Linked DNA regions of Columba livia: region 2 is linked to region 1. Evidence: chromatin contacts called from public Hi-C data. All regions are on one chromosome and are shown on one strand. The core of a region is the stretch at or near the end of the contact, and the rest is flanking DNA. Distances in the headings are between cores, read along the strand shown. Region 1 has its middle 110 kb from the start of UBASH3B. Region 2 has its middle 97 kb from the start of SORL1.

Evidence for each region. A called contact is a pair of places that touch in the nucleus more often than the background predicts.
Region 2: a Hi-C map of crop shows a contact between it and region 1, with 2.5 times the contacts expected there. The contact joins two enhancer-like sites. A contact is called at or near these places in 2 of 2 Hi-C or Micro-C datasets (crop and liver).

Annotation. Positions count from the first base shown.
Region 1 is chr24:5,097,911-5,101,712 of bColLiv1.pat.W.v2, forward strand. No RefSeq gene overlaps it. Among named protein-coding and RNA genes, the nearest start is that of UBASH3B, 110 kb to the left of the region's middle. Within about 2 kb of position 1,886, at least 2 of the 3 cell types and tissues checked have an H3K27ac peak away from gene starts, as active enhancers do.
Region 2 is chr24:5,230,645-5,234,446 of bColLiv1.pat.W.v2, forward strand. No RefSeq gene overlaps it. Among named protein-coding and RNA genes, the nearest start is that of SORL1, 97 kb to the right of the region's middle. Within about 2 kb of position 1,952, at least 2 of the 3 cell types and tissues checked have an H3K27ac peak away from gene starts, as active enhancers do.

The sequences.
Region 1 (3,802 bases), core at 636-3,135:
GTGGGAGTGGAAAATCACATATTTGAGGGGACAGCAGGAAGCCAAGGCCCATTCGCATCTTGGGAATTGCTCAGGACGTGACCAAGTGAGTGTTGCCCTCACTTTTTTTGGTTTTCCTTCTTGTTTTCTTTTTATGTTGCCCCGTGAGACAGGAAAAAAAGCCACAACAAGGGGAATCCCAACACAGGTGATACCCTGAGCAAATGGCACTAGGAAGCCAAGTGTCCCAGGTGGGCGGTAACGTTGACCCACCAAGAGAACTCTGTCGCAAAGATTTTCTTTATGTTGTGTTCTGTGGTACCTGCATTTCCATTGGATATCACCTGTTCAGTCCAGTCCTTGCTTATAGCTGGAGAGGAGTTCCTTGCATGAAGGATGTTTTAATATACATTTGATTCTTATAGTTCGAGAGGCGTTCTTTGCACGGAGGATATTTTAATACGGAGGATATTGTTTGATTGTTATTGTGTTGCGCTTTTTTTGCCTTCTTTTTTTCTTTCTCTCCCCTGTGGGGTTATGAGTCAAAATAGAACAAAATGAGGCTCCTTGGTGTGGGAAAGAGAGTAAGAAATCTTTCTAAAAGATCAAAAATGTTACTACTTTTTGGATAAAAGGTTTGGGGGTTGTTTGAACCTGCAGGTTATTTGGGAAGAGAGGCCATTGTGGAGGTGGAGCTGTAAAGCAGGCCAGGAAGGAGGTTTGTGCGTCTGGGTGTCTTTTCAAGCACTTCATGACACTCCAACATAAAAGTTACCATGTGAATGTCAGATACTGTTATCTATTGTTATTAAAGTTGGGGATCTGCTCGCACTTTTAAGGATCAATAGTCCCCCGTTCTCTAGACAAGCAGAGCTGGGATCACAGGATGCTCGCCGCGTGTTGCGTGTGCTTCAGGGACTGACCGTGCCTTTTCTTTGTCTGCCCTAATTAAATCAATAAATGGCCTTTGTGGTCACCTGTGCAGCAGGTGACAAGCTGAGCTGCTGGAGGTCACTGGAAAGAGCATCCCGGCAGCCTTTGAAAAGGAGAGGATTTTGATCCAGAATAGTCATGATGTCCTAGTTTCCTGTCCCTTGGGCCAGCTCGTTCCTAGAACAGGGCTCTGAAAGCAAATAGAATTGTTTTCTCTGAGGGATGATCTAAGAAATCTGGTGTTTCCGTTGTCTCAAATCTTTCACTGTTTACTCCAGCTGTCACCTGTTTTCTTTCTATGTTCCTCTTATTAACATATTAGTAATGCTGTGATGATGAGGTGAGCAGGTTATGTGTCAAGGTTGCATTATGATATTACTCCTGGTAGCATCGCACAGGCATTGATGAGAACTGCATTGCGTAGGTTGCTGTATAAACCCAGCGCTTATTTATCAAGGTGAGATTATTTGAAGTGGAAGTGAGTAGGAAGACATTTTGATCTGGATTCCTCTGGGTCCTGTGGTTCCTTCAAATCCAGATCAACTTCAAATGGATCCAGAAGAAACCTGACCCTCCAGAACAAGTGTTGGTCCTACCTGGGGACTCTCTGAGATGGTTCATTGCTCCTAGAACCTCGTTCCTTGCTCTAGCGCTTGAGGATTATCGGTATAAAATGAAGCAGCATTTGGTTTTCTTTCATTCTCAGGAGTATCAAAACGGTATCTTTTAACCTGTCAGTACGCATTTACAACACGTCTGAGGTTTGAAAGAGGCCGTCCAAAAAGAAACCCAAGAGTAATACGAGTGCGTTAGTAGAGCCAGTAGGCATTGAATAGTCTCTGCGGTGGTAGAAAAGCCTTAGGCTTCAACTGATTGCTAATTATGAGGCTCTATTCCTTTTCAAGAAAATACCATGCAAGGCTTGTGAAGGAGGTAAAGTGTGTTAATCTGTGCAGAGTTACTAGGTTTTGAGTTGGTGGTGGGTTTTGTTCTTTTTTCCCCCTTTTCTCCCATGCCTTGATTTGGTATTAAGAGACCAGGCTCTGGTTTTAGAATGAAGCTGCATTTCGAGGTTGTGCCACCCATCTCTCAGAGCCGCCGTGTAAAGGGCACAAGTTATTCCACCTTAAAAAGCAAAGGAAAAAAGGGGAAAAAAAGCAAAACCCACGCTGTGCAGAGAGGGAGAGAGTTACAGAAAGTGGGCCCCCTGCTTTTTTCAGAGGGGGAATGTAAGCAGATCCTTGCTGAAACTGCTTCACTCAGCAGTTTTCAGCTTGTTTTAATTGGCCTGGCCTGAAAGAATTCTGAAAGCTGTACCTGTGCCAATGAAAATGCAAATGTTTCCTTGAGATGAGGCGCTCGGGGTGGCTGTGCCCCAGCTCCGATAGCAGCAGCAGGGGCACGGAGACGTGGATGTGATGGGAAACGGGGAGGCCTTGATCTAACCCAGCCTGGAAAACAAAGGGCTTTGGAAAACGAAGCCCGAATAAGGCAAATCAGGGCAAAATGGAGGGGCCCTGCTGGAACTCCTGCAAAACCAGATTTTCTGTAGCGAAGTCACAGAATCCCAAAATGTGAGGGGTTGAAAGGGCCCTGGAAAGCTCATGCAGTGCAATCCCCCCATGGAGCAGGAACACCCAGATGAGGTTACACAGGAAGGTGTCCAGGCGGGTTGGAATGTCTGCACAGAAGGAGACTCCACAACCCCCCTGGGCAGCCTGGGCCAGGCTCTGCCACCCTCACCCCCAACAAGTTGCTTCTCCTCTTTCACTGGAACCTCCTGTGTTCCAGTTTGCACGCATTGCCCCTTGTCCTGTCACTGGTTGTCACCCACAAGAGCCTGGCTCCATCCTCCTGACACTCCCCCTTTCCATCTTGATCCCCAGGAATGAGTCCCCCCTCAGTCTCCTCTTGTCCAGCTCCAGAGCCCCAGCTCCCTCAGCCTTTCCTCACACGGGAGATGCTCCACTCCCTTCAGCATCTTTATAGGAGTACTTGATAGCTCTTTCTTTCCATTTTTGTTTATTTAATTGTTATTTACTGTAGAAGGTTTCCTGTCAGAAAGAAGGCTGTTATTCAAGTGCGGAGGTGCATCCTTATAGCCAGTGCTATGATGGTGTTGGGTACCACGATGTGTCCTTGGAGACTGTCTCAGTGTGAGAGAACTGAGTTTACAGGCTGATCCCAGACTAATCGCTGCCTGCAGGAGTCAGTACGGTGGGCTGGGAGATGCCAGGGATGTTTCTGCATGGGGAGCGTGGGTACCAGTATTCTTTATATACTGCAATTCCCCATAGGGTGGGCATCCCTCAGTGTGACTGTTCTAAGTGCAGATAACGCTGCAACAGATGTATGACAAATTATGGCCACGCAGAAGTGTGTTATATGCATCCATAAAGCATACCTCTTCATAAAGGACACTTGCTCAAGTCCTGGAATTAATGAATTAGAAAAATTACCTGGCTCAGCTTATTTTTCTGCCTCATGTGAAATTACAGCCCAGTTGTGAATTGGGAAAAGAATTAATTTTCAATAAATGGTCGATCAATTCTTTTCTGTCTTTGTAACTCCCTGTACAGTAATGAATATGCATTCTTTGCATTTTCCAGATAAATATCCAGCATCTTAGGGTGTTTAAAATTAGATCTGTATACATTGACAGAGCAATGATTATTCTGAATTTCATCTGAGGCAATTAAAAAGCATCATGATGACATTTAAGGTGATATTTTTCTCCCCTATGTTAAATAATTATAAATAATAATAATGATTAAACAAATTATTCTGTTCCTCCCAGTCTGGATCAACCTTTAGGTTAATAATCTCAATCATTAAAATTCATCTGTCTCTCAAAGGACCGAGCAGTTAAAAAAATTGGAGGAACCTTTCT
Region 2 (3,802 bases), core at 702-3,201, 130 kb after region 1:
ATTTCATACAACCGTGCTTTGAAAATGTAGGGAGGAAGTATTTAAAGAAAGTCCGCATTTTATGAAAGGGAAAATTGCCGGCATTCCTTTGTGTGTCTCAGTAGGATTTGGATAGATTACTCATACTTAAAAAGGAAGGGAGCTTTTGCTTTCTCTTCTCCTTCTTTAAAAACTTGCATTAACATGATGTATTGACATATTACAAAATCCCAGGAATGTTGGAGAGCAAATCAACCACGACTTTGTCCACAAGTTGCAACAAATTCTTAAAACGTCGTCACCTTCTGAAATAAAACTGTCACAATTTGTATACACGCAACTTTTATGAAGACAGCTTCACATATCAGATAGGGCCAATGGCCTGCTCACTCTCATTCTCCTTCTTTCTGTTTAAAAATTGATTCTATTTAAAAAAAAAAATAATTTATTCTTTCTTTGATCCAATAAACTTGGTATGAATGCAACACATTTTAACAATCAAGCAACTGGAATAGATTTTAATACAGAATTGTATTACTGCAAGAATGCAAGGCATGCAAGCTCTAAGCACTAACATTTCTATTAGTTGAATGGAAGCCAATGCTTTAGCTGTACGCATGCTAAACGAAAATAATTCTCTGCTAGGTTTCTGATGGCAAAAATCCTCCCTGTAAGTAACTCGCAACTTGTTCAAAGTTGTCCTTGTCTCATGGGTGTTACGACCAGCCAGTCACAGTTTGAAGAGTATGTTTTATTCTTTGTGGTCAGATATGAAAGTCTATTGAACTATTGTTCTCTCTCTGGCATTCTTTGATTCTAAAAGTCATGTAGGAGTAGAACAGCAGCCTTGCTGCTGTAGGGAGTTATTAGTGACACCTTTTCATAAAGGTTTTCTATACTTTATAGGATATATATTTATATTTACTGATCACTCTTTGTTAATTTGACACTTGCTAATCAACCGTTGAGGTTACTTGCAAAGGGCATTTCATACTGTGAGGTCATAAAGATATTTTATACACTTAAATGCATGGTGTGCATATGTGTGTATGAATCTCTAGGCGTATGTTTGTATGTAGAAAAGATGTTTATGCTAACACTACTTCTTTGATATACTCTTTATATTTCTCTTCTTATTTGTTGCTGTCTTTTCATTCATCAAATGCTGTTCATTGTGAAATGATTACCAAATTTTTAAAGGTAGAGGTGATTTTTCTACTTAAAACTGAGGGGGGGGGAAATACAAGGAAATTTTAAACGTGCTTTTGTGAAAATCCGTTGATAAATGTTCAACCATCTTTCTCATCTTTTTTCTTAAAAAGAGAAGGTTTTGTTTTTTTTTATGAAATCGGTTGATGACATTTTCATCTAAATCCATTTACTATCTCATTTGAAAAGCGCTTAGCTCAACAGGACTCTCTACCTTCACTGAGATTTCTAGGTATCACTATATCAAGCGTCCTAGCTTAAATATGGGTAAAAGATAATGCTATTTGTTATTCTCTCCCTCACAACAGAAGGCAAATAAGTTAAGGCATCTGACACTGAAGGTGACAGCCATCAAGCCAATTTGAAGGCATTTCAGTTCATATTTTGGCCCTGAATTTTATTCTGTTTTTGTCTTGACATTCCACAGGTTTCTGATGTCTTAGAGTAGCCATAGTCTACATCTCTAAAAACTGATCAGATTTTGAGTTGTTTTTCAGGGCACCATGTTTGCCACTGATAGCGCTTGAACTCGTGGGTTTCTGAATTTGCAGTCGGGGTTGCCAACATTAAGCATTCAGCTTCAGAAACCAAAGGACTAGACAAATTTATATCTGTTTGCATTTGGAGAACAGAGTCCTCTTCTAAATATAGCAATGTCTATCTGTTGTCCCAGGGCAAAAAGATAACTTGGGCATCACAGATTGCTTTTCTGCTGGAAGGGAATATTGGTACGTTTCCAGTTTAATTGCCCTATTTAGACTGGTGTACCAGTCTTGGAGCAAGAGTGGTCAAATAATATGCAGGATAATCCCTTCTTATAGGAATCTCAACCCAGCCTCAGTGACTGGTACCCAGAGACTGATTCTGGCTCAAGAACTGACCTCAATCAGAGAGCAGGGCAAATGCAGGGAGCAAATTATCTTGCTGCTTCCACAGTTTGCTCCCGAAGGGCTGCAGAACAGCGCATAAACAAAACCAATTATAACGCAAAAATTTTGTAAAACTAAACCTTTGCTCGCGGGGTAACAAAAAAGAACCTGGAAGAGTGTGTGTCACAGTGCCATCTACTGACAACAATACACGAGGAGTAGCCAATTACAGTAATAAATAAGGCTGGGAGCCTTGGAAGGATTATAGTCTTGTGTTTAAGGAAGGAGATGGCTGCTAATTAATCTAACAAAAGAGAAAGCTGCACCTACTGACAGGTTGGTCATCCCACAAATGGCAGATTTCTCTTCTGTGCAATATGTCGGTTCTAGTAATTCTTGGGAAGAGACTGAGGAAGGGCTGACCATATCTGTTAGTGCCAGCTCACATGTTTCTATTTTGTCTTGATGAATGCTTTATACTGTAGGAGAATTACAGCCTACTATGGTGAATAATGTGAAAATATAAAGGAATTCCATAAAAGAATGCAATTGCTGAATAAAATCTGTCCGGTCTACTGTGCGATAACTTTATCTGACTCAGAAAATGAGCAGCAACTTGGGGGCAAGGTAGGAGCAACGTGTAATCCAGTCGACATAAATGAAAATATTATATTGGCAGGAAATTGGGCTGCGTGTGGATGTAAAGGCTGTTGTTGGGAAATGACATGCTTAACAGCAGTAAGGTAAAGATGAAAGAAGTTCAGAAAACATTTGTACAGGAGAAGCCAAGTACAAGTCAATAAAGAGCGAAATTCTTCGCTCCTAGAGGCAGAGTTGAATGCTGAAGCCTCCAGTCCTACCTGTGGTAAGGGTTCCAAATGGTGAAGTGTCAAAACAATCAGAGTTTATTCTCTGGTTGCTAATGTGCAAACTAAAGTGGCGGCTGAGATGTTCAGCAAAAACATTACTAAGCAAAATGATGTATTATCTTCCGTATCGCTTTCAGTAATTCCAAGGTAAGAATGACATGAAGGACGAGAAGAGAGTGATTGGGAATTGAGAGGCAGACAAAAAGAAAGTCAAGAGGTGAGGAGATTGCAGAATGTTGATTGAAAAAAATAGTAAAAACTATTCTTAAGCCTGATGTCAAGTGTAAGAATTTAGAAGGAGGGTAAAAGTGAACACCTGAACTGTGCTTGCCAAGATTCGCTCTGATACGTGGTGGCAGATGGAGCTGACATCCTGAAAGAGGCAGAGAGGTGAAAGAAATAATGAACAATCTTCACAACGTAGGAGAAATATTAAAGCTGCAACAAGAGTCCAAGCAGGAGATGTTTAGATTTATGAGTCTTTTGGATGGCAGCCACGGTTTGTCTTTATTTCCTAGTAACTGGTTCTTGGTTTGAGCTTTGTCAGGTCATCAGATTAGTGCCATCATCTCTAGAAGGTTTTTAGTCCTTTCTTTGGACCATCTAGCAGGCAGGGAACTAACATGTGGAGTTCAAATGTGATATGCTTTTGGGGAAGCTGTCTTGATAAGTAAAAGCAGTGGAAATAAGTAAGAACAGAGAGGGGGGTTTGTTGTTGCACCATCTGTCTCTTTGCTGTTAATATTTTTCTCAGCTTTTTGCAACGATGTTGAAACTTGGATTTAAGGATGGGTGTTGTAGTGCAGGACTTTGCTGCTGCTATTGAGGGATGGCTTCAGAAGGGAGACCTAAGCCGTGGTAATAGCTGTCCAACTG